Regions from separate parts of the Zea mays genome. Here region 1 is linked to region 2. A link is a contact called in public Hi-C data. All regions are on one chromosome and are shown on one strand. The core of a region is the stretch at or near the end of the contact, and the rest is flanking DNA. Distances in the headings are between cores, read along the strand shown. Region 1 holds the start of LOC100273803. Region 2 holds the start of LOC103644324 (glutamic acid-rich protein).

Region 1 (3,304 bases), core at 129-2,628, 230 kb after region 2:
TTGGAGGACAAACGTTACATTGAGAACTCACCTTATCTAGTATCTCCTTAATATTACTGACTGAGACAATTACCAAGAACTTGTAAGCGGACAGTTCATCCATACCAAGAACTTGTAAAAAACGACTATAGTTAAATTCCAACAGAACGAAACAATTACTGAAGATAAAGTTGTTGCTACAGCATGGTACCATCTTTCTTTTTTGCCTAGGGACTAGGGAGCAAGGAACAAGAGTCATCGAAATGCAATCTAGTGGGAGTTCTTATAGTATCCTAATAGACTATTCTAACCTCCTATTCTTGAACAGTTGACTCTCCAGGTAAACAAATGAGATGGCTGCTGACTACTGTACTACTAAACAGTGATTACTAAAAGCAGCAATCCTTGACGGTAAAGTAAGACCCTTGTAATCAAGATTTCAGACTAGGCAAGACCCCTGGGTCCAATACAAAATGTGGATCAGAGAGCCTGCGATTTCTGCCCTTCTGAGAATCGAGTTCTAGATTGGCAACTGAATCCAGAAACATTGGGTGCTAGATTTCTACTTTGTCTACCACCTACGCTACGCATTTGAGCAACGATCAGCCAACCACTACTGAGTCAAAGCATCCATACCACCAGTCCATTAATAATCTTCTAAAAAAACCCCACTTGTCAACGCTAAGCTACTGGCATTTTGCCGTGAGTGAGGAATAAGCAAAGAAGGGCGGAGTGGGATGCTCACCGATGAGGGATGCCTCGAGGAGGTGCGTCCTCCAGAGCACCTGGTCCATGGGGCTGACGGTGCCGAGCTTGAGCCCCCTGTTCTGGATCTTGAGGATGCTGGCGACGCTGGACATGAGGATGACGGAGAGCGTGCACGCCAGCGTCTTGACCGTGGCCGGGCCCTTGCCCGTCTTCACCTGGTCCACGCCGCGCATCGCAAGCTCCCGCAGCGGCCCGACCTTCACCATGAGGAGCAGCGCCACCGCGCCCTCCGCGAACAGCACGAGGAACAGCAGTTGAATCATACCGACCGGCCTCCGCCGCCGCCGCCGCCGCTCCCCCCTCCCCCAATCCGCTACGATTCTTCGACCGGACCTCGCTCCCGTCCTCTCTTCTTCGGCGCCCAGATTAAGAATGGAATGGCGGTATGGCACAGGAGCGGAGGTTTGCGGCGGCAGTAAAAAAAAAAAAACAGAAGTGAAGTGACCACCTTTCCTTGGCCTGCGAAAAGGTGAGCCGCCAGCAATCAGAAGGCCTTGCAGACCGAGAAGGAAAACGGGAAGCAACAAGCAACCGGGGAAACTCCCAGAGGAACGGCGAAAGGAGCAGCTCACCTTGCCGAAAACCAGGCGAGGAACTCGGAGCAACCAAAGACTCCGCGGAGTCCAGGCGAGGACTAGGGGATGCTGCTGAAAGAAGTCGGAGGAAAGGGGGGTCGAAAGGCGAAGCGTTAGACCAACTCCAGCAAGACTCCGTATCCGACTCCGCATCCCCATTTTGCGCGGTCTGAGGCACTGTTGCGCGCTCCAGCAGACTCCGCATCCCTCTCCGCAAAATGGACGCCGTGTCCCTGCGCTCCCCATTTCCACACTTTCTCTCTCCTCTCCGCAACTCTCTGCGTGCGCGCGCGCCTGCTGGCGGGGCCCAGGTGTCATAGACTGCATGCGGAGTGGGATGGGGAGTGTTGCTGGAAACGGAGCCGGATACGGAGAGGAGAGAGAATGTGTCGGCCGCGCGTTTTAGGGATACGGAGTCGCACACTGCTGGAGTTGGTGAGCAAAAGACGACGGCGAAAGGCGACGTGGAGAGAGAGATATATTAGGAGTGTGCCTTTTATGTTCTTTTGGATTAACAATGGCGCCTTGGCATGCAATGTGATCCCGAAAGTCTCCTCCGGCATGCTTTGCTTTCGAGGGATTTTAGTTAAAAAAAGTTACGAGCAATGCATTTGCATTTTTTTCATCTAAAAAAACTTGATTTAATTTATTTTGTTTTCTTTTAAAAAATGGGCGAATGGATGTAATTTAATTATATCCTTTTGGGTTTTGGCCCCGTTAACCCTGAGTTGAGAGCGCCGTCAGCATGACGGCACAGGGGTGAGTAAAGGCGACAGGCAGGTTCGAGCCATGCTGGACGGGAGTGAGCACTGCAGTGACCACCGTGCCAGAGGCCAGAGCAGATGAGGCCTGTGGCCTGTTGGGAAGACAGATCAATTTGCCAACCACTGTCTGATGTAGATTTTTATTTTATCCCACTGTGCCAGCATCAAGGAGCAGGAGCTCCTAGACTTGGAAGCTGGGAGGACGAGGGCACAAACATCTCCCCTCAGGACTGGGCCCGAAGACGAAAGACGTGCCAAACAGAGACACAGGCTATAGCCGGCGACGCTCCTGTCCTGTCATCACCAGTGACACACAGGCTATAGCCGCTCCAGCTCCAACTCCAATCATGGCCGCAATTGCAAAAACAACACTTATTTGGTTCGTAGAGTCACTCATGCTTTATAATATGATGCATCATAATTTCATCTATAAATTTCCATAGGATCAACTCATTCATTACTTATATACTAATTATTAGCTTACGAGGAATGAAATGGTGATGAATCAACTCGTACTATTCTAAAAACCAAATATAAAAATAAGAAGTAAGAGAGAAATGTACCACCTCATTCATCAAACCAAACACGTCCTTGTTTCACAAACTGACAGGGTGTCATGTCGTTGAAGACTGGATGAACCAGTGCCAACCGTATCATTTTCACATACTGAGATATCTACGGGTTGACAATTTTATTTTATATATACTGACAGCGTTCTTTACATCAAAACTGGATGTTCTCGTGCCTGTCCTTTGGGGCAACACACTGCCATAGAGCTCTGTAGGAATCAATCTCTCTCGCGTCTATTCCTATCGCACGAAGGTTCCGTGCGTACTCCTGTAAAATAGTGCGACCAATAGAACATGTCAGAGCCCAGAGGTGTCACTTCGTGCTCATCTATAGCCACATATATAGGGGTGAGGCCAAACCAAGCTGGTTGCAACTTAAGCTTGGGCGCCAAATAAATCCAAAATGAGAACATTGTTTGATTTAGATGCAAAGAAGGAATATAGACAGATAAATTTTTCATGGCCATCACATTGCATCAATATCATTTTTTTTATGAGCACAAGGGAAGAAGGGGCAGACAGCAAACCTGAATATCAAGAAATAGCTGCATACAGATCTTGTCTGTATCAGATATGATGCTATCTGAGGCATCTGTACTAGCTCCTACTCGCCTTTGTGCACCTTGGCGCAGTCTCTGCAATGAAGACT
Region 2 (2,927 bases), core at 70-2,569:
GTGAATTGAACTGTTGTTGGGTGTGTTGATGTTGCTGTCTTAGTTTATGTTGGGTGAATTGAACATCACATTGAGTGGCAAGTAATGTGTTCCAATGATATGTAGACATTTGAGACAAATCTGCATTATTACTACTATTCTCGTGATGCATGTTGCTTGATAAATTGTAGGGTGAAAACTTGTCTCTAATCTATTGCACATGTATATGACTCATCAAGGCACATGTGCACACAAGAAACATGTGTATTTTGTCATGTACAAGTTGATGTGGTTACTTCCCTCCAAATATGTAAATTCCATATATAGCTATCCAAACAGGATATTGAATTTGATTCATGGAAAACAATTCCATTAGCACCCAAACAAAAAATTGAACTGAACCAAATTCTAAGGAATTACTTTCTTTAGGAATCTAATATCTAGAATGTTATTCATGGAATGAGTTTCATTTCCAAGGAAACAAACATGCCATAAGAGGATTTAGTTCAATTTTATTTTAGCATAAATGACACATAGGAAGTCTTAAGAAATTTGTGTGGTTTTAGTGCCATGAACAATAGAGTTAGTTATGACATTCTGTATCATTCTTAGGCCCCGTTCCAAACCTCTTGAGCTAATTATTAGTCCGCTAATAAGTTATTAGCCGGGTTCATGCAGCTAACAACTAATAGCTATTTGTGAGGTATAACTAACAATTAGTTGGTCCATTAGCTAGCCATTTCTAAACCTCTAAGCGCGCCCGCAGAGTGGAGTGAAGAGCGCTGCCTCTAGCTCTGACTCGAGTGAATGCGTATTTCCTCTCCCAACATAATCGATTTGTTTTTTTTTTCCTTGCTGATCGAGTGAGATCAGGCCTTGAATTATTGCGAGATTTGCCTGGTACTCCTACTTTACTTCACGGTACACTAGTAGCAGTAACTACTTAACACTAGTGTACTGTTCGTCAGTTCCAATCCCGATCGACTCTCACTCACTCACAGAGGATGCACCTGAAGCGTGTCGCGTCACGCGCTTTTCACTGGGCATGCCCATGCCGTTTCGCGGTACGACCACCTCGTGATTTTTGCCGACCAGTTTCGAATTGGCAATTTTTTCTTCTTCCTTGTAAGAAAAAAGAAGAAAAAACAAATATAAAGCCATCGGTTCGAATTCCAACCCCCGGAAAAAAACAGGCCATAGGTTTTTGGGTCGGGCAGCCAAAGCCAAAGTCACGCAGGCAGACAGGCACAGACCAGACCAGACCAGCACAGCAGCTGGCTGCGTGGGTGGGCCCCACACCCAAGCCCCGTGCTATATAACCCCCACCCAGAGTGTCCTCTGCCCGGTTTCCTCCCCCGTTCCCCTCTCTCTCTCTCTCTCTCTCTCCACTCGCCTCCGCTCGCGGTGGAGTGCCCCAATCCTCCACCTCTTCTTCGCCCCCCCCGCCTCCTCTTTCTCCTCAACCCTACTCCGACGCGGCGCCACGAGACAACAGCGGGCGCGCGGAGCAAACGAGAACTAAAACGAGAGGGAGGTCGCGGCGCCCGATTCGGTCGCGCTCGCGCGGGGGCGCCCCGGATTGGATTGGATTGGATCCTTGGATCCCCCCGCGCGCGGAGGGGAATTCGGCGCCCAGATCCCCGCGATTCCGGCGCCGGCGCCGGGCATGAGAGGCCGTAGGGCATGCCTGTGGTGGTGGCCCCTGGCGCGGGACGAGTGAGCCGGCGGCGGGAGGACGAGGAACAGGACCTGTGGCTGAGGCTGAGGCCTGAGAGGAGCAGTCGTCAAGTAGGAGGAGGAGGAGGTCGGGGTGGGTGATCCGAGGCCCGAGGCGGCCGTGCCATGTCTCGCTGCTTCCCGTTTCCGCCACCACGATATGAGAAGACCGTGCGCCCCGACGCCCAGCTAGCCTCGCAGCAGCAGCAGCTTGACAAGGTGGAACAACACCCCCACCCCACCCCGCACCCTGCCTTACTGATCGATCGCCTCGTCGTCCACTCGTGCTAGGTGCTACTGACTATCTCATATAGGATAGGAATAGGATGGACTGACTTGGACGCATTAGGCCTGTACTTACATGCTATTATCCCCCCAAGTCTCAGCTTAGCTGGCATTCAATTGGGAGAAATAAGGAGCTAGACCAGGCTGGTTAGGGTTCCTGTCTGAGAAATTCTAGCAGCGTTTTAGCTCCCGTAGCTGAGATCGCGGGCGTTACAGGATCCATAAGGCGTTCTATGTCGCATCCTTTCCGGTTTGCCGGTTGGGGGGCAAACTAGAACTAGGAAAGTGTTAAGTCTTGCTGAATCAGTATTTACTCCTTTCCAGAGTTCGCGGAAGCCGGTCAGGGCCTCCGACTTTAATAGCAATAGGCGTTATAGTAGGACGCACAATGCGTTACTTTGGGGATCCTTTGTGTGGCTGGTTCAGTGATTGAGATAGATTTGGAAAGAGTTTGTTTTGCTGAATTGTTATTCAATACTTCACTAAGGCGTGTCCCTGTTTACATGAAATGCATATGTCACAAATTCCGAACATTTTTTGGGGTTATTCGTTAGGTTGATATTGCAGGTTAGATTTTAGTGCAATTATCATGGCAACAGAATTCGCTTTTGAAAGGCAGCTTAATATGATTACCAAGGCTAAAAAATTGTCTACGTGTGTACAAACTAGAATGTGAATAATTGTTATAGTCAGATGTCGTTTCTGGTAGCTACCAACTGTGGGAAAAAAATGTTCAAGCCATCAATAGAGAGTAGACCACCTTGCATCGATATCTTTTCATCTATAGTTGAAGGCAAACACGAAGAGTTAGATTGGTTAGTCTGTTTGTGTTCTACTATTGTCATTTCATGATTCATGACATGGTGGGATATGCTTTAGATATTTAATCAGCATATTTCCTGTTTTGGACTTGTTATCTGTCCTTATCCTTATATGAAATCAGTGCC

The links. Hi-C and Micro-C count contacts between places; a contact is called where the count stands out from the background.
Region 1: a Hi-C map of tassel shows a contact between it and region 2, with 5 times the contacts expected there. The contact joins the promoter of LOC100273803 here to the promoter of LOC103644324 in region 2. A contact is called at or near these places in 2 of 25 Hi-C or Micro-C datasets (ear and tassel).

Annotation. Positions count from the first base shown.
Region 1 is chr1:305,087,540-305,090,843 of Zm-B73-REFERENCE-NAM-5.0, forward strand. It overlaps LOC100273803, which reads right to left and starts at 1,379. Exons shown (of 3, transcript NM_001148205.2): 1 at 1,320-1,379; 2 at 725-1,206. The coding sequence starts at 1,010. It overlaps LOC100383630, which reads right to left. Exons shown (of 12, transcript NM_001366826.1): 11 at 3,183-3,304; 12 at 2,662-2,923. The coding sequence ends at 2,810.
Region 2 is chr1:304,859,350-304,862,276 of Zm-B73-REFERENCE-NAM-5.0, forward strand. LOC103644324 (glutamic acid-rich protein) reads left to right here and starts at 1,320. Exons shown (of 3, transcript XM_008667533.4): 1 at 1,320-1,914. The coding sequence starts at 1,822.